2 separate regions of the Arachis hypogaea genome follow, and region 2 is linked to region 1. The links are chromatin contacts, called in public Hi-C maps. All regions are on one chromosome and are shown on one strand. Each heading gives the region's core, a stretch centred on a gene start, on an enhancer-like site or on the middle of the called end of the contact. The rest is flanking DNA. Distances are from core to core; before and after follow the strand shown. Region 1 holds the start of LOC112775929 (pyrophosphate-energized vacuolar membrane proton pump). Region 2 overlaps LOC112779488 (protein REDUCED CHLOROPLAST COVERAGE 3).

The links. Hi-C and Micro-C count contacts between places; a contact is called where the count stands out from the background.
Region 2: a Hi-C map of leaf shows a contact between it and region 1, with 2.2 times the contacts expected there. The contact joins the enhancer-like site here to the promoter of LOC112775929 in region 1. A contact is called at or near these places in 3 of 8 Hi-C or Micro-C datasets (all in leaf).

Annotation. Positions count from the first base shown.
Region 1 is chr19:1,996,767-2,002,045 of arahy.Tifrunner.gnm2.J5K5, reverse strand. It overlaps LOC112775929 (pyrophosphate-energized vacuolar membrane proton pump), which reads left to right and starts at 3,152. Exons shown (of 8, transcript XM_025819838.3): 1 at 3,152-3,801; 2 at 4,647-5,221. The coding sequence starts at 3,534.
Region 2 is chr19:2,081,888-2,087,434 of arahy.Tifrunner.gnm2.J5K5, reverse strand. It overlaps LOC112779488 (protein REDUCED CHLOROPLAST COVERAGE 3), which reads left to right. Exons shown (of 24, transcript XM_025823782.3): 19 at 60-193; 20 at 330-513; 21 at 683-814; 22 at 945-1,057; 23 at 1,148-1,229; 24 at 1,475-3,324. The coding sequence ends at 3,052. Among protein-coding and RNA genes, the nearest start is that of LOC112779488, 12 kb to the left of the region's middle. Within about 2 kb of position 3,709, at least 3 of the 3 cell types and tissues checked have open chromatin away from gene starts, as enhancers often do.

The sequences.
Region 1 (5,279 bases), core at 1,903-4,402:
ATACAGTAACACCAACTGTACTTCAACCCTTTCTGACTTTATCCATTCAAACTAAAGTACCGCTAACATATATTTATCTTAATAAAAAATAATCCTCTAAAGATAATACTGTATATTTGACTTATATTTCCTATATTAGATTATAAATATTTGGTATCGGTTAGCAGCATGAGAACAAATAAAAAAAAAAATTAAATAGAATAAACAAATCTGAAAAAGGAAGATTAAATTAAAAAAAAAGATTAAGTGACATATAACTACTCTATTTCAAAATAAGGTGTAAATTAATAATAAAAATATTCTCAAAATATTTTTAGATATACAGCCGTTCTTAATAAAATTTTAGATATTGGATTTTAATTTTTTTTGCAAACATAATCATAAAATAAGATATTTTATTTTTAAAATTTGATAATTCTACTATAAGTGATTTTTTTGTGAGGATTTTATAAATGATTAAACATTTTTAAGAAATTAAATAGCTATTCAGATATTTTAACATTTTTTAAATAAATACACCAATTTGTAAAATATAAAACTCATCTAATACTTATAATAAATTTTATTATTATTATTATTATTATTATTATTATCATATTTTAAAAATCTTTATTATTAACATATTTTAAAAGAACTGCCAATGAGTTATAGTTCAAATGACATAATCTCTTTATATTTATCTAAGAGATCGCGGATTCAAACCTCCCTAATTTTGGTAAGAAAAGAAAAACATATTCTAAAAAAAAACTAGTGATTTTCTAACTAGACAATATTTTTTTTGTTGGATTATCCAAAATATAATAAAATAAAATAAAAACAGAGAAAGAGAAAAGGGATGTGTTATCGGATAGGATGCTTTGCACGCCATTCAAAACAGCTTACGTCAGCGTCCCTAAGGCCGTTTCTTGCTGAATCTGAAAGCTCAGCTCCCACGATATTCTCAGCTCACCAATCACAATCCTCTGCACCCATGACCACCGGAGCCACTAATCACACACCCTTCATTCTTCCCATCATACTCATCACCGACACCCTACTTCCATCCAATGCTGGAAAATCACCCTCGGTCCCACCAATTACCTAACGCATACGGAATATTCCTCTATGCCAACAATCATAATATATATAGAGTCTTATGATATTCATTTTTTTTACAAAAAATTGGTATAATACATTTTTTTTAATGATATGCGATTATAGTTTAATACAGTTAAAAATAAAAATTAAATTTATAAAAATATAAACAGTATAATTTCTCTTAAATGTTTTGGTCATAACTCTTATATATTGTTATATGTTGTTATTCTTGTTAACTTTTTTCTTAAGCGAAATAAAGCATAATAGCCCCTTTCTTAATATTTATTTTTGCTTAGTTTAAATTATTTGAGTAAGTAATAAGAAAACTAATGATACCAAAGCTTTAAGGTGATGATCCAATTTGATTGCCGCGTTTATTTATAAGGATATACGATGGTGTCCTCTTTATCACACGAAGAATATAAAAATAATACATTGAATTACTCTTTTATTCGTACCTACTTAATCTGATTTAATTTGAGATGAATATCAAATAAAAAATTTTGTATTTATATAAAAAATATTTAACCACTAAATCAAGATCTTTAATTAAAAATTTGATACTTTTATTTTTTATAAGAAAATTAAATTTATTTAATAATATATACATACTAAATTATAATTCCAAGATCTTCTCAAATTATTGGATATTACATTTTTTTTTATGATTCGCGAAATCGTAGATAGAGTCGAATATCCCCAAATTAAGGACGATAATATTAAAATTGACATGTTATAAACATAAGTATAGAGTAAGATTGAATTTTAGTAAAAAATAAATTCACGAGTAGGATTAGAATTAGGTCTAAATCCTATCATATTATATTCATTATCACTTCTATATTGAATGGAGACACACTTTTTTTTTTTATTTTTTATTATTATTACTATCAAAATATATTCTTAATTCTAAATTTTGTGTGAAAAAAAAATAAAGATAAATTAGATTTTTTTTGTTTGTTCTCTCTTATATTTAGTTTATTATTAAATAAAATATAAAAATACTAATTTTTATATTTTTATTTTTTGTGTTATATTTTTAGTATTTTATTTTATCATATTTTTAAAATCAAATGCAACCTAAGTTGCATACAAAAAAAAAAAAGAAAATGAAAAAAATGCTACCAAATTAGTAAAATTTATTATTTTTATCCAACAATTAACTATTAATATTTAAAAGTGTTAGTTAAAAATATAAAATTAGACTAATAAACTAAATATATTGAGTTGCTAGCCAAAAGTACGGATTACTATAAATTAAAAATTACTGACTCTCAAACTTTTGTTTATAAAAAATTATTTTTTAATTTTAAATTAATAAGAGTAATTAAGCATTAAGCTGAAAGAAATTTCAATAGTTTTTTATTTTCGTATTTGTTTTTTTTTTCTTTTTGGAAATTATATGTATTCTCTATAAGAGATGGTTAAAATTGAGTTAATAAGACAACATTATGAGACTAATTTTTTTTAACGGAGTTTTAATATACAAAACTAGAACCATCATACATAAAAGCAATTAGGCATGTATAACTTGAAATATTTTCATTTAATAGGGTTTACGTTGCAAGCAATTATTTTTGTGTCACTTAGAATATAATAATAATTTTTTTGGGGTAAATTATAAATGCCAAGCAAAAATCCAAACAACTTAGATTTAGCTTACTAAAGTTTCTTTAATTTTTTTTAAGATATGTTTGTACTTTCAAAGAAGTATAAATATTTTATTTTATATTTTGTAAATAAAATTTATCCTTTTTTATTGGTCAACAGCAAATAATGCTAGTAAATGATTATTATAACAAAAAAACCATAAATAGTTAAATACATTGAATCAAATATTCGCTTACAAAAATATATTAATATCAATTATATTAGGTATATATTAAAATTAATCATTAAAGTTAATTATTAATATATTAAAAATAAATTAAATAATATTTATATTAATATATAAAATATATAATAATTAATTTTAATGATTAATTTTAATATATAAATAAAATTTTTGTATGAATATTATCACCTACGTAACCAGAGTTACACTATATAACCTCTCCAAGTAAATCTACCATATGTCCGCAGCATACCAAAATAAATAAAATAATAAATAATATAAAAAACTACCATATATCCGTGTGTAACACACTCTCCATTCTCCAAAATCATTTTCCTCTCTCCCGCCTTAATTTCATTCCATTTCCTCACTCATCCACCGTTCAAATCACTTCAAATCTAATGACACCAAATCCAACGGTCACAAAACAGGGTACAACATAACGTTCGTAACTTTCACGTACCCCATCATTCTCTCCCCCGCTATAAAACCGCAAGCCTCGCCGCACTCGAGCTCACATTCTCTCCGTGACTTACACTCCATTTCTCTCTGTGTTCCGGCGAACGCCGCTTTACATTTTTCCGGTGAGGTAACCGGCGGAGTTAGGTTTTTTCCGGCGAGAATGGGAGGGGCTATTCTGTCGGAGCTCGCGACGGAGATAGTGATTCCGGTATGCGCCGTCGTCGGGATCGTGTTCTCACTGGTGCAGTGGTTCCTCGTTTCAAAGGTGAAGCTCACACCGCACGCAACGTCGTCTTCGAGTGGTAACAGCAACAACAACAACAACGGGAAGAACGGTTACGGAGATTACCTGATCGAAGAGGAGGAAGGAATCAACGACCATAGCGTCGTGGTCAAGTGTGCCGACATTCAAAGCGCCATCTCCGAAGGTGAGATCTGAGCTTTTCTTACTTGAGATCTCGTTGTGTCGTCGGTTTATTTTTCTGGCGTGTCGTTTTTGGAGCTGAATCTAACGTTTTGTGTTTTGTTTTTTGTTTTTCTTATTTGTTCGGTTGAGTAGTTGTGTTAGTAAATAGTTATGCTTTCGAAAGGATAAGCTTGTTAGTGCTTGTTTGGATTTAAAGTGTTCGTGTTTCTGTGCCGTTTGCGGTCTTAACGACTGTGTAGATTAAGTTCCCGAATTATTGGAATTGAATGCTACTACTAGATATTATCGTGAATAGTGGATACACAAAGATCTAGCTTTATCTGTTTATCTGAAAGCCTGAAATATAGCTGTTGTCAAAATATCTTAGTGTTTTATCACTTTATGGTTTAATATGAAGTCGTTGTTTTTCTTATTATTAATCTGCTATTATTAGTACATCCGTCCTATTATTATCTAGTGTTAGTGCGGTTATTATTTTTAGTTGTTGTTATTATTATTTTGTAATAAATTAATAATTAATTAATAATCCATCTAGTACTGTTGATATTTTACTGTGGGGTTTTATCATATTACAAATTGTTCTGATTCCAAGAATGATGGAAGCATCCTAAATCGGTATATATCCTGCTGCCTGTATAAATATTATGATTTTGATGAAGAAAGTAATTTGCTTTAAAATAATCAACCTGACTGTGGTGGTTCCTTAATCTAGAATGCTGATACCTAATCACCGCATGGCATGTGATAGACTAATATGGCACATTGCTGATTTGCTTACACATTTAGTGTTGGGACTTGGATGGGTATTTTGGTCTTTGTACTTACAAGCTCTGAATTTGTTTGCAGGTGCCACATCCTTTCTTTTCACTGAATATCAGTATGTGGGAATCTTCATGGTTGCTTTTGCGGTTCTGATCTTCCTTTTCCTGGGTTCTGTGGAAAGCTTCAGCACCAAGAGCCAGGCTTGCACATATGACAAGACTAAGATTTGCAAGCCAGCCCTTGCAACTGCATTGTTCAGTACTGTATCATTCTTGCTCGGTGCTTTGACTTCGGTTCTCTCTGGTTACCTTGGGATGAAAATTGCAACCTATGCCAATGCCAGGACAACCTTGGAAGCAAGAAAGGGAGTTGGGAAGGCTTTTATCACTGCATTCAGGTCTGGTGCAGTGATGGGTTTTCTGCTTGCAGCAAATGGTCTTTTGGTGCTCTACATTGCCATTAATGTCTTTAAGATATATTATGGTGATGATTGGGAAGGTCTTTTTGAGGCTATAACTGGTTATGGCTTGGGTGGATCTTCCATGGCTCTGTTTGGGAGAGTTGGTGGTGGTATCTATACCAAGGCTGCTGATGTTGGTGCTGACCTTGTAGGAAAAGTTGAAAGAAATATCCCTGAGGATGATCCAAGAAACCCTGCTGTAAGTCACATTTCCCCCCTTTCTACTTCCTTTTTCCATTTTCTTCACAGGAAGAATT
Region 2 (5,547 bases), core at 2,460-4,959, 85 kb before region 1:
CTTCAGAAACATAATTTAGATGTCAATCAATAACTTTTGATTACACTTTGTTTATTTAGGCCACCATATATCAGCAGAAGGCCTTGGACATAAACGAGAGGGAGCTTGGGCTTGATCATCCTGACACAATGAAAAGCTATGGGGATCTTTCGGTCTTTTATTATCGTTTGCAGCACATTGAGCTTGCTCTGAAGTAAGTAAACAAGCTTTTGCAGCACATTTTTTACCATAATCCTGTCGAACTTCTTCATTATATCAATTTTGAGTCAATCTGGCGCAAACACCTCCATTTGCCTTTCTCATTGATCCAAATTTGTATTCTTTTACAGGTATGTCAACCGTGCTCTATTCCTTCTTCATTTTACGTGTGGGCTTTCCCATCCTAACACAGCTGCGACATATATAAATGTCGCGATGATGGAAGAGGGAATGGGAAATGTCCATGTGGCACTCAGATACTTGCATGAAGCTCTTAAATGCAACAAAAGATTGTTAGGAGCTGATCATATACAGGTCTCTCTCTCTCTCTCTCTCTCTCTCACATATGTCCTTTCTACCTAGCACTTATTTTTGTAAAAACTTTCCACAAAAAGTTATTCGGTGTTGTAAGAATTGAGTTTAAGCCACCATCATAAACATATAATTCAGGAGCTGATCATGTATGTGGTAATTCATGTTTTAGACTGCTGCTAGCTATCACGCCATTGCGATAGCACTTTCATTGATGGAAGCATATTCACTGAGTGTGCAACATGAACAAACTACACTCAAGATACTTCAAGCAAAGCTTGGACCTGAAGATCTTCGTACACAGGTCAATACCTTTTCTTTCTGGTTTTTACCATTGTATGTTAAAGAAGCTTCAATTTAATAGCTTTCTTGGGTTGGGTTGACTTGATGCTTTATCTGCCATTTTTTATTGAGATTTTTGGTTTGCAATGTAGGATGCGGCGGCATGGCTTGAATATTTCGAATCGAAAGCCATAGAGCAGCAAGAAGCGGCTAAAAATGGAACTCCAAAGCCGGATGCATCTATTGCAAGTAAAGGCCACCTTAGGTACTGACATGGTATCCCCATATTACTGTGTTTCGAATTGCTTACATTTCACAGCACAGAGATGTTTTGACCTTTCTGTTTTCCATGCAGTGTGTCAGATCTCATGGATTTCATAAGTCCTGATCAAGACTCAAAAGGAAATGATACTCAGAGGAAACAACGTCGTGCAAAGGTTCGCAGATTCAATACTTGCTTCTTATTTTTGATACAATCAAAACATGTGACATCTTTTTTTCCTGCCCATACTCCGAACAAATTTTTATATTTATTGAAGTCCATTTTGAATGGCATTCAATCTCTTGTATTATTTCATGTTATTTCTTAAAAGTTTGGTTAGTTTAAAATCAGATGCATCTTTTTAAACTTTACATGAATCTTATAATGTATTTGGTATGCGTTGCGTATGTGATTTCTCAGATAGTCCCACTGAATGATTCCCATCAAGAACATGATGATGGACTAGCAGAGGATGAGGGAATTATTTTTGATGACTCAAAAGATGCTACGAGTATTACAAAGACGGTGGAAGAAAAAAACAGCACAGTTATTGATTCCAAAGAACTAAAAGAAAATAGTGGTCTAACTAGGCATGAGCCAGTGACAAGTGAAGTAGTCTACGAGACATCGTCCGATGAAGGTTGGCAAGAAGCTAATTCAAAAGGGCGGTCTGCAAACCCAGCCAACCGCAAATTTGGACACAGAAAACGTCCTCTTTTGACAAAGGTCAGTATTGATAATTATAATTTTAGAGAAGGCGGTTACAGGAATGACACTCCTTCACCACCAAAGAAGGGATCTCCAAAAGTCACTTTAGCTACTCTGTCTCCATCTAGACAATCGAAAGTTCGCAGCCAGAATTCCAACGAGGATTTTGTTAGTCATCCTACAAAAGCTTCCATGTCCAAAATTTCGTCTCCTCCGCCGTCTCTAAGTTCCTTGGCTTCCAAGTCTATATCATACAAAGAAGTTGCGCTGGCACCACCAGGTACGGTTTTAAAGCCACTGTTGGAGAAAGTTGAGAGGGAAAATAATGAGGCCGAAAATGAGTCATCCACCAGTTCAACTGTGATATCAACAAATGAAGGAACTTGCCAAAGTTCCATAGTTGATTCAGCTTCAAAGCATGATGAAACTCAAGGAACTCATGAAACCGAAATTCAACAAGAAAATTGTTCCTCGGAATCTGAGGTTTCCCCTGTTCCAGATCAGGTAAAACCTACAGAAACTAATGGTAGTAAGCTTTCGGCCGCGGCAAAACCATTCAATCCAGGAATGTTGTCTATGTCAAACCACCATTTAAGCATATATGATGCTAATGTTAGCCAAGGCATGCTTGTTGAGCCTGTTCTTCCTCCTGCTGCTGCTAGAGTTCCTTGTGGTCCAAGATCACCTCTATATTATCGAACCAACTATGCGTTTCGCATGAAGCATGGTTTCACTAAAAGCCATACTCCTATCAGGGAAAGAACATATGGTGCTCCAAGAATCATGAATCCACATGCACCCGAGTTTGTTCCCAGAAATGCTTCTCAATTAGACACTGGCAATGCCAATGTTTCATCCGAAGAAAACAAGGCCGATGAGAAATTCGTCAAAGGCAAAGATAGTTCTCTGAAAAGCAGCATTTCTGAGTCCGAGAAGTCGGAGATAGCAAGGCAGATATTGCTCAGTTTTCTTGTGAAATCTGTTCAGCAGAACATTGATTCTGTGGATGAGTCGAAAGCTAGCGAAGGAAAGCATGAAAAGTCAGAGAACTCTTCTTCTGATGCAATAGCTAAAGACAGTGCTATCATAAAAATCACGTATGGGGATGAAGAAAATAACAAGGTTCCAAATTCCAGTGATAGTGAAGAGCCTGAGGATGTAAGTAGAAAAGTGAATGGAGATGGTGAAGGATTCATAGTTGTAACAAAGAGGAGGAAAAGCAAGCAAAAGATCACAAATGGGGTCACAGAATTGCACAACCAACAATCCATATGTGCTTCAGTTCGTTGAATAGAGAATCATATGAAAACCATCACCAATGCTCCAATGTTTTTTTGTTTTGTTCATCTGAGACTGAGAGTATGCTCTGACCAAAGATCTTGACATCATATTTTTGACAGTGTATAGCAGCAACATGGCAGGAATTTTGGTCATCCAATCTTAGTTTGTTCATATCAGAAGTACATTGGCTTTGTTTATTCTTCATCATATAATAAGGTCTATTCTCCTTAGAGATTTTGATTTGTTAATAAAAGAAAAAGCTAATTGGCAAGTTCATTTCAGTATTATTGTTACTGTTTTAGTGAACTTGGTAGGTTCATAAACATTCAATTAATAAGGTCTGAGTCTAACCAACTTAGATTGATTGAGTCGTTAGCTCACTCTATTCAACCAAGTGTCGGGGTTCAAATTTCGCTTTGTGCATACATCAACCTTTTGGTCAGCGGCAAATTCTTAAATGAATCTCAAATTTGTGACAGTTAGTCCTTGGCCTACTATGCTGGGGTTCAAATTCCGCCTTGTTCATATATCAACTTTTTGACCAACGGTAAACCCTTAAATAAAGTTCAAATTTACAACAGATTAATCATTGGCCTATTATGCTGAGAGATACCGTAAGAAATTAAAAGAAAAATTCCAAGTCTATATTGGGCTATGGTATGGGCCTGGTCAGTTTTTTCCTTTTTTGTCAGGGTATGAGCCTTATAGAAAAAAAAAGTAACATGGGTCTTGTTGGGCTTTACTTGCGACGTGATTCGCCCAAATTTTTGACATAGTAAAAAAAAAATTTTTAATTTCTGAATGATAATTTTTTCACCAACAATGAGATTATTATACTATATAGTATGTAGGGTTTATATTGAGGTTATAATTCTTTTCATTAATGTTGGTAAAGAGCATGTCACACTTCACTTCAATTAGGGAAGCTAAGATATTCTAACAACTTGCCAAATAAAAAAGTTAAGTTACATCACATCCAAGTGGGTTATAAGTTATAACCACTGCATAATAGTGCGTTAATAGCTTGAATGTGAAAACATATAGAGCAATAATAATAATCTTGATTATCATGGTGCATCATATCAGTTTGTGACTTTTAGATTGTGGGGTTTCTCTTGAATATTGTTTGTCAAAACATATATTAATAAAAAAAATGGGGGGCCAAAGTTTTTTGGAGTGATGAACTACTAACTTAATATTTTATGTGCACTTTTCTATGATGGATGTAGTAAGGGGATGCACCTATTTCATTGTTTTCAATAATATAACAAATTAAATCCACCAAATTTGCCCAATATTATTATTGTTATTTGATGTGTATAAGTACAACACAAAAAACAGGATTTGATTGGAACATGATTTCATTATTATCATTTATTTAATTAGTAATGTGTATATACTTCCAATTACTATTGACAAGAAAACATAGTTTGTAGAAAAAATGACAAATAGGTTTTTGACCTTTTGATTTACGGATATTTAAGTCTTCGAAAATTTGAAAATACATTTAAGTCCCTAACTTTTTTAAAATCTGGACACATCGATCCCTCTGTTCACTTGGATCTATCAGGCTCAACGAAAAAATCAAACATGACTTCCGTTGTACTGACGTGGCCGATATACGGATGCACACGTGGAAAAATTTTTAAAATAGGACAAATTAGATCCAGAGATCGATATCTCCAAATTTTGAAAAAATCGGGGACTTAACAAGAATTTAAATGTCTACAAACCAAAAGTTCAAGGACTTATTTGTCATTTACTCTAGTTTGTAATATAAAATAAATCATAATAAATTCAATTTGCCATATTCTCACATTAGTGTGTTTACCTCAAATTTAACAACAATATAATTACATCCTCTTCTCAAATTACTGAGGGAAATGCAAGGATAAAATGAAATTCAAGCTTCTAATTATGACAAATAAATTAAACAAGTTATTAATTAAATTAGAAGAGCAAGTTGCATGTAATAAAAAACAGAATATGCATATGAATCTATATATGAAACTGTTATAAGGTATAATTGACAACACTATTTTTGTATGCATGCATCTATATGAAAACTGTTTTATTGATTTGATGACTAGTAGGACCCTAAATTATGAAATGTTACCCAAAAAATCATGGTAACGAATACGGTTCATGAATTGTTTTCTCTGATAGGCGAGTTTGATACTATATCACAATCTAATTATCATTAAGTGAAGATATAGATATAAAGATTTTGTTTCTCTAATGTTCTAATAATTATTTGGTTGTTCAACATGTCCAAATCATGGTAGCAGCATAACAAAGATCATAACTTATGCATCACCTTTTTCTATTAGCTCAAATGGATAAAAGCAGGTGACCTGAATTTGTGTGAAATTAATCACAAGTTTGATGAAAGAAAATATGTCCCTTTCATAAACAACTATATAATATATGATCAGCTATATTTCTATTTTTGTTTAGTAGAATTCAAGGTATGTTTATAAGGTTAGATTATTAGAACTATTTAT